3 separate regions of the Dromaius novaehollandiae genome follow, and regions 1 and 3 are each linked to region 2. Evidence: chromatin contacts called from public Hi-C data. All regions are on one chromosome and are shown on one strand. The core of a region is the stretch at or near the end of the contact, and the rest is flanking DNA. Distances in the headings are between cores, read along the strand shown. Region 1 has its middle 30 kb from the start of MGAT5. Region 2 holds the start of ACMSD (aminocarboxymuconate semialdehyde decarboxylase). Region 3 has its middle 8.5 kb from the start of MGAT5.

Region 1 (2,894 bases), core at 215-2,714, 310 kb after region 2:
AAATTCACTATGAATGAGCAGCTAAGTCACAATTAACTAGTCAGAATTATTGCAGATGATTTTGTTAAATAATTTAGACAGATCCAGAAATGGAAGCCCTTGTTCCATTCTTTTCCAGTGGTGTGTGTCTAGAAGAAGTCCTAGTATTGCTGAGACCAATGGGAATTTTACTTTTGATTGCAGCACAGCCAGGGATTTCCTCCTGATTCTTGCTGCTGTGAAAGGAGTATCAGTATTAGTGTGCTGAGATGTTGGAACTGCCTGTACAGTAGTGATCACATGGGTAAGGCAATTTCTGGATGTTTGAAGTAGTTGAATGAGAGCAGCCAACAAGGAGGAAGGTCTGGCAGAGAAACTATCAGCCATTATTTGAGTAGTCGGCATGCATGAGAAGGGATGGAGAAACAAATGCATTTTCATAAGAACAGAGCCTCTTCAACAATTGGTGGGGAAACAGGAAGAACAGATTTGCAAGGAAAATCAAACAGTAATTCATACCTTCTATAGAAAGAGGAGAAGTTAAAGTGTGGAGGGAGAAGTAGAAGAAGGCATAGTATTTTCTAAACTCATTAGAAGCAAGAAAAGACAGAAAAGTAGCTGCAGTGTTACCTAGATGGTGTTTAAAGATTCCAGGTTCTAAGGGGAATAGGAGGGAGGGAGCAAGGGAGGGACGGAGGAAAAAAGTTTAATTGCCATAACTTGCCATGATGTGCATGTGACACAAGTGATTATGTTGTAACTGCTACTGAGCATTCTTGCTAGGAGAAAGTTTAATCACTTAAAAAGATCCAGTTCCAACAATGCCTTTTATGGTGCTTCGAATCAAATACACGTGGCAAAATGGCCAATGACGACATGCTGTAAATGTAGAGTGAAACTCAAACATTTTAATATGGAGCATGTGAGCCATCCTTGGCACGTTGTTTTGTTCTGTTTCCTGTTAACGCTCAACATCTCGAATGTTGAAATTCTAGCAAGTTTGAGATCTGCATTCAGTGCCCAGAACCTTCAATGCCTAAATATTTTAATGAACATCTGATCCTGGGATTCATCTACCCTTTTGGCTAAGGCTTTGAGATTTGCTGGTGCTCGATCTGAAGGCAGAATGCACTCTCCTCGTTGGGAGCTCCTGAGAGGTGTTGGCCATGTTTGCTGACAAATGTTTTCCTCCTCTGTTGTTTGACGCATTTTACAGTGACATCTAGTGACCAGTTTTGTTAAATGCAGGTATGTACTTCACATGCCTCTTCAAGCCTCACTTGAGTCATTCAGTTAGCTCTCTCTGCTTTACCCCCACCGTGATAAAAGCCCGTAATCTGAAGCCACAGGACTTGGCACAGATGCAGTAAAAATCCTGCTGTAGTGTTCTCCATTTCTGGAATCTCGGGGCCTTCTTCCTTCTGTCCCCAGCTGCACGCCCTGCAGCATGGGTGTAGCAGGCTGAGCTAGAGCTGCTTCAGGTTTTCCGTAGTCAATGCTTAAGTCTCTACATATACTATAGTTCATCACTTGTAGTACCTGTCTGCGTAACCAGATGTACTGCAGTGTAAATACACTTGAGAGGGAGAGGAAAATCCCTGAACAGTTGTTATAATCCTCCTGTTTACTTTTAGTTTATACTGGGATGCTTGGAAATAGCAACCTACTCATGGCTTATTCTGGTAAGCACAACAGGGACAGACTATTGCTAATTTCTGAACTCAAGAACAAATCTAATGAAAAGGATGAAAAAAATCAGAGTGAGTAGGCTGGGAGAGCAGTGTTACATTACAGTCTGGTATACAGATGTACCTTCCAGAAGGCTGCTCACAGGACAGGGAGAATGCGAGTGAAGCATAAGCAGATTAGTAGCAACCTTTGCATTCAGTTGAGAAGGAATGAACACACCTTCCCAGGCTGTTCAAAGGCTGCATGCAGTAGCGCTCTTGACAGCTCCTGCTCACTCACTCACCCGCCTGCTTCTCAAATAAGGGTTGAGAAGGAAATCTTGCCCTTCTGTAAGCCTAGTCAATAAAGTAAACTGTTCATGCAGTACAAGAATGGAGCAGTATGTACTTTGTGTCCTACTTCATGTTGTTTCTCATTTTGTAAGATGAAAAAAACAGTTCTAGAAATACAAGCCTGGACTCTAGCATCAGATCTGAATGTTTCTGAACTTGGATTTGATATCTGGGCTTAAACTCAAGCATTCCTAAAGTTTGAATTCATCCCGATATGAAAATGAGTTTGTTTTTCAAATCAAGATTTTAGTCTGTCTCTGTCCTTGTCAATTGGTACTCTAGTTTGTAAACTTGCAATCGGATATTGTTTATCATTTTTGCACATTAACAGATAGGGCTGAGGGCTTAAATCCAGCAACTTTGCCTACCTTTTTGACTATTTCCAAGTGTAAATAAACAGAGGAGCCCTGGTGATCCCTGGAGGTAACTGGTTTGGCAGCACATGGTTATCTTACCATTAGCCATACACCTTTGGCTGTTTTCTTTGCTGTTCCTCCTAAATGAAGAGGCCCAGCCTTTAGTAACAAAATGCTTGTTGATATATGCAGGTCTTTGCATTACTGAATTGCATCCCATCTCTGGGACTCTACACCATGGGGCTGGCCAATTCTTTTTCCATGAAAACTTGTTCTCAGTATCGGCACTACCTCCCTACTCCGTGTTACCTGCAGCTTCAGTACGACACACGTTGTTCTTGGACCACAATTTTTATTGAAATACTAGGCAAAACTGGGCTCAGCACTCATTTCAGAAAGAAACCCCTTTTCTTCCCAATTGTGTAAACAGTTGTAATCTCTTCTTATCTACTTAATATATTCTCATGATCTCCATCTTTTCCACTTTAATAATCTCCTTTGAGGCAGTGAAAGAAATACATGGTTTAAATCTGTAAAG
Region 2 (2,863 bases), core at 274-2,773:
CGATATACAGTGTAAAATAGATGTACAATGTAAAACAGAGTTCCAGTTAGCATGTCAGGTGCCAAAGAGCAAGGCTGAAATAATGGTATTCTTCTGATGTCAAAGATAAGCACAATGAAATCAAATAGTTCCATACTACTGATAAACCCAGGGAATGTTCATTCAAACTACTGCCAATACAGAATTACAATAAGGGAATATATAAAGGCAACAGCACAGGTCTCATCTTTTCTAGCCTAATTCTTTAACATGAATGGAAACACTAAGGAGTCTGAAAAAACAGCTATACTGGAATTGGGAAACCAATTTTTAAATGCAATAATTACATATATACATGTGAGAGACAGTTTTATTATGTGATCTTTCTAAAGTGACTTTTTGAGTACCCTCTGTAGCATTGAATATGTGATCCCTTAGGAGTCAAAAGGTGATCAGATATCTTTATATATATATATATTTATAATTATTCAGGCTATAACTCTAAAAACTAATTCAGAACCAGATGATTGTATGGCTTTTGATGATCTGAAATAAGAAAAGGATTAGATTTATTACATGAAAACCTAAATGGCACTTTCCATTCTCAAATACTTTTTCATAGGAGAATTATTTTTGACCAGACTACATTTATATCATTGAATTATAATAATAATACCATGCAGAGATTCAAAGTTAAGACAAGTTGACTTATAGCTTCTGTGTTCTGGCCAGTACTGAGACTAGGTAAATGAGATTTTGTATTCGTAATGCAATATGCTACATCCTTCCAGCAGCTGAAAAAATAATATTAAAGAGATATTAGTAAAATAGTCAACCATCATCATCAGTTAACCATACTTAAGGTGACCCCATACTCACTGAAGTTAACAACCGTCATGCCTGTGGCTGTAAGATATGAATTACTTTTGTCTTAGGCAATATTAATCTTGTCTAACATTTGTTTATTTCTCCTTTTATATGTGTTTAAAACAAAAGTGAATACCATCTGGACACCTGACAGCCCTTGATAGTTATGAAGATAACCCCTATCAATGGTTTCATCAAGAAAATGGAATTTATACCTCATCATTTGACAATGAACAGAGCCCAGTTTTCCATCCCTTTCTTACTGGAAGTTTTGCTTTGCAAAGTAATGTAATACAGATATCTTATATGTGAAAAAAAATCAAATTAAACAAAAACCTATTGAAAATAGATATTTATTACAGAAACCTTCATTCACTAATTTTTCAAGAACTACATCAATAATAATGGTTGCTGATAAAATAAGTCACTGAATATCCAAAGTCATATTACCTTTTTTAGATCAGGCCATTCCTTAGGTAGAATGTGGCTATGAATATCAATTTTCATTTTTGAAGTAACAAAGGAGAAGCACACTTTCAAAGGAAATGTTTTCTACATAAGCGCTACTACCCTTCCAGTCCCTGGTTCAGCAGGTCAATAACTTAGGCTGCTGTTCAGATTCACCTGCTATCTTATCAGGACAACCAAGTACAGTAACCTATCAGGGAGCCAAAATCCCAGAGGAGTGGCTCTATGAAAGAACAAAAGCTTCTAGCAGAAAGTCCCTGTTAATGCATAAACTACATCTGACTGAGAGTAAGGAGAAAATGTATGTTTATATTAGTAAAATGAAGGGATTTTTTGTTACCTAGATTCTAAAATGCAAGCTGGTTTACAGCTGAACATTGTTCAATAATACTGAGTTAAAAGTTTTAATGATTTAATGATAATTTAATGATTCACTGATTTGAATTTCCTTCTTTCTCTTTCTTAGATCCTGAAATTGTAGAAAGCATACGATATACCCTCTGTAGAAAGTTATGCCTCCCCATATATTCTCTTTTCCTTCTCTTATGGTTTCTTCAAAGTTACTTCGAAAGATTTAATATTGAACTGTGGCCAAATCTGTTCTCTGCAGTTTAATCTCCCTTTCTGATCATTGGTTTCTTTAGGAGGTTTACAAGTGCTAGTGTATACCGCTGCTCAGAGACTCTCAAACTGGCTCAAGATCTGGCAGGCAATTGGCTCAGATTACCTTAAGAATCACAGTAAATTAATGCTAGTGTGGCACATATGCCTAATACAGCACACAGTTTCTGTGTGCTAAATTAAGCTTAACTGGAGCAAGCTTAGATTTTCTGTGACACCACACTTTTTGCCCTTTACTCAATTTAGTATTACACATCATTCCTCAAGATAGCCTTGCCTTTTATTTTTGCTTTTTTTTGTCTGCAACTTATTTTCTCTAAAGTTTTCTTTCAACTCATGCTGCCCACATGATGTCCTCTTGCCAAAGCTGGTTAACCATTTCTTAATTAACCTGTTTTTAATGAAAAATGCTGATTTTTCAAAGCTAAATGCTGTTGTAGTTTTTTTTAAATTTCAGCAAATCTTTCAGTGAAACATTTTTCAAACAGCCTGAAAAACAAGTGGCCTATTTTGTTTTATCCTTTTTCTGACTTCATTATTTTATTTGAGCTTGATTAAAAAAAACTGCAGTCTCATATTTCCCTGCGTGTTCATTCATTAAGCAAGTCTGCTTTTGATGTGGTCACTTTAACTACCTGGAGTTATTCTTCAAGTTAACTTGTGACAGGGTTGAGTGGTTGCTTGATATTGTGCACATCTACAACCTGAGATCACTGAAGACTTAATGTTTAAAAGAATTAGGAAGCAGAAGTTTTTGGACAGTACTCCCAAAGAAAGCAGGACAGCCAGGAATTTACTTTTACAGATGAAATACATGGGACTGAAAACAGCAGTCATTACCATTTCAAATCAAAACCTGTCTCTTTCTGACCAAGCCGCCTGGTTAAGCAGCAAATTTGCCCTCTTGCTCCCAATCTGAGAGCTACAT
Region 3 (2,710 bases), core at 201-2,700, 280 kb after region 2:
GCTTATTCTAAACAGTGAACTGGAATGACTTAAGAACAACAGTTGTAAAAATATTCTGGGAATTTTCATGTCTTGTGTCCAAGATGAGCTTTGTCTCTATCCATGCCTTTACCCCCAGTGTATCCCTGATAATTTGTCGTTATCATACTGTACCTCATAGAAAAAATCTGGAAAATCTTGGCACTGAGGAACTGAATTTCTCCTTTTTAACTAATGTGCACCCTGAGTGCTATTGTGTGGTTGCAGCCAGTGTAATGGAGAGATGAGTTTGGAATAGAAAGTATCTAACTACATCCCTGCTACATAATCCCTAGTGTAACAAGGGACTGCAACACCAAAGCAACAACAACAGCAACAACAACAACAAAAGAAAATTAATTCTTTTCTAGCCTTAAATGTTAAATGTATCTTTATTTCTGTTATTTGATATCCAAAACAAATATTAGGAGCCAAATAAACCTTATTTTTGAATCTGATTTTAGCATTTGACTTGTATATAAATTGAGGTTTCAGGATCAGGCGCCAAATAAACCTTATTTTTGAATCTGATTTTAGCATTTGACTTGTATATAAATTGAGGTTTCAGGATCAGGCCTGAGTGCTTTAAAAGACCACACAATATCCTAGTTCCTATAAATCTCCAGAACTTTTGACAGACTTCATGATCTGTACAGTACTGTTGTATGTACCTGTAATTATTCTTAAGTGATTTTTTTTCTTAAAAAATTACCAGCTTGTCCATTTGAAACTCAGAAAGGATATTTAGATTCAGAATGTGTCTTATCAAGTTCACTCTTCACTAATGCTAAATGCATTACCGTACAAAAGCAAAGAAAACACATTGCATATCCCATCACTGACAATGACATCTTTTCTCTCTCAAGTACCCAGATGATATTTCACTTATGGGAATCATTAAACTAGGGTGTTAAAATAGATTTAGTTTACTTCCTATGTACTTATAAGGGAGCTCTTGTCACTATTTTGGCAGTTAAAGTTTGAAAATGGGAGGGGTTTGATATATAGAAAACACTGACCTGGACACTGCTTTATAAAGGTAAAAACAACTGATTCTAAAACTTCATGAAAGGAAACTGATGTTTTTGACAATTTGTGAACAGTGACAAAACAGACTTGCTTCAAGAGGAGGTGCATGAAACTCCTGTTATTATGAGAAACAAACTGAGGAATTTTGATTGGCAGCTTTGAACAACCTTTTCCCCTGTGCCCCCCAAAAGAAGGACATTTTATCTAGGGTACTGGTTCAGGTCAATCTCTGTAATGTATTCCATGTCAGAAAGCCTGGAATACTTTCAAACACTGGGAAATTATTGCAGTAGATCTTCTCTGTTAAATATGAGATAGGTAATAAAGACAGGGTGCCTGACTGAAGAATTGCCACATATGAGAGCATGCCTGTAGGCTTCCTGTTAGTTCAGCAGAGCCAGCAGGTCCCCTTAGCTCAAATTTCAAAGTCTAAAAGGCTGAGAAACCCATAGTCAGCAAATTTCAGGCTGAGCATATTGTTGTTTTGAGTTCACACACACACACACACACACACACACACACACACACGCACACGCAAATCCAGGTTGGCTAAAGTTTGGAGGACATTGAGCATGTGTTTGCACTGCATGGTGGACAGTGAAGGCACTTGTGGAGTTAAAGTTGCTAAATGATAACAACCAAATTTTTATAATGACCCTAAATGGCATCTGCCTAAAAGTGACTTGAAACTGTTAGCTACAGAGGTGCCACAAAATTTTTATCTGACATTGGTGAGACTCTTTTAGATGCTTGCAGTTCTCTGGAATGCTGACATTTTCCAATCCATAATCCTGCCAAATTTGTACAACAGAGACTATCTGTGCAATCTTTCAAGCACTGTAAAATCTTAGAGGAGCACTCATTCGTCTGGAATGTCATTGACCTCTGAGTTTCCTCATCTTCTTACTGAACACTCCTGAAAATTGAAAGTCTATGAATAGGTTTCCCACTGCAAGAAGAGAAAAAGCACCTTTACTTTTACAGTTTTCCGAGTGGAATGCTTGACTCTGCAAAGTTTTGCCCAAAATGAATGTTCTCCTAACACATTTAGAATTGAAAAAGTATGAAGGAGTTCCTGAATTGATTCTTGCAAGAATTTATCAAATTAAAAATGTATCTATCTTCACTACTTACTAGAAGAAATACGACGACTTCTCTCTCCTGTGACTGCCTTTCATCTTTTACCTTGCCCTTCCAATTCTCTTCTGTTACTTAAATAATACTCCACTGAGTGCTGAAGATCTTTTAACAAAGGACTGTTTCTTTTCTGCAGATATATAAAACAATATATAGTAAAAAAGTAATAAAATAATAAACATTTATGGCTTTATGGAAATGGACTGTACAAACTAAAGCATTTTAAACTTAGCAAGCAGACTTTCTCTGAGATATTTTTCTTGAAAAGGAACGTGTTATGCATGACAAAACATATTTGAAGTTAAATTCTTATGAGAAAGGAAGAATTCTGTACAAGGTCTCTTAAAATAATATGCTACATAGTGGTAAATGCATCCATTGGGTTTGCACCAAGTCACTTGACCTTGTGTATATGCCAGCCTATAATGCTGGAGGGAAAGAAGACATAGTAGAAGCATTTACAGCTGCTACGAGAGAAGTCTTGTGCTGGGAAGTCAGAAAGCATGGGCTTCCATTCATTAAGGGA

What was found. A called contact is a pair of places that touch in the nucleus more often than the background predicts.
Region 1: a Hi-C map of brain shows a contact between it and region 2, with 4 times the contacts expected there. The contact joins the enhancer-like site here to the promoter of ACMSD in region 2. A contact is called at or near these places in 2 of 4 Hi-C or Micro-C datasets (brain and ovary).
Region 3: a contact with region 2 is called in a Hi-C map of brain, with 2.7 times the contacts expected there. The contact joins the enhancer-like site here to the promoter of ACMSD in region 2. A contact is called at or near these places in 2 of 4 Hi-C or Micro-C datasets (brain and ovary).

Annotation. Positions count from the first base shown.
Region 1 is chr7:8,633,712-8,636,605 of bDroNov1.hap1, forward strand. No RefSeq gene overlaps it. Among named protein-coding and RNA genes, the nearest start is that of MGAT5, 30 kb to the left of the region's middle. Within about 2 kb of position 1,465, at least 1 of the 2 cell types and tissues checked has open chromatin away from gene starts, as enhancers often do.
Region 2 is chr7:8,327,727-8,330,589 of bDroNov1.hap1, forward strand. ACMSD (aminocarboxymuconate semialdehyde decarboxylase) reads right to left here and starts at 1,524. Exons shown (of 10, transcript XM_026108749.2): 1 at 1,297-1,524. The coding sequence starts at 1,353.
Region 3 is chr7:8,612,116-8,614,825 of bDroNov1.hap1, forward strand. No RefSeq gene overlaps it. Among named protein-coding and RNA genes, the nearest start is that of MGAT5, 8.5 kb to the left of the region's middle. Within about 2 kb of position 1,451, at least 1 of the 2 cell types and tissues checked has open chromatin away from gene starts, as enhancers often do.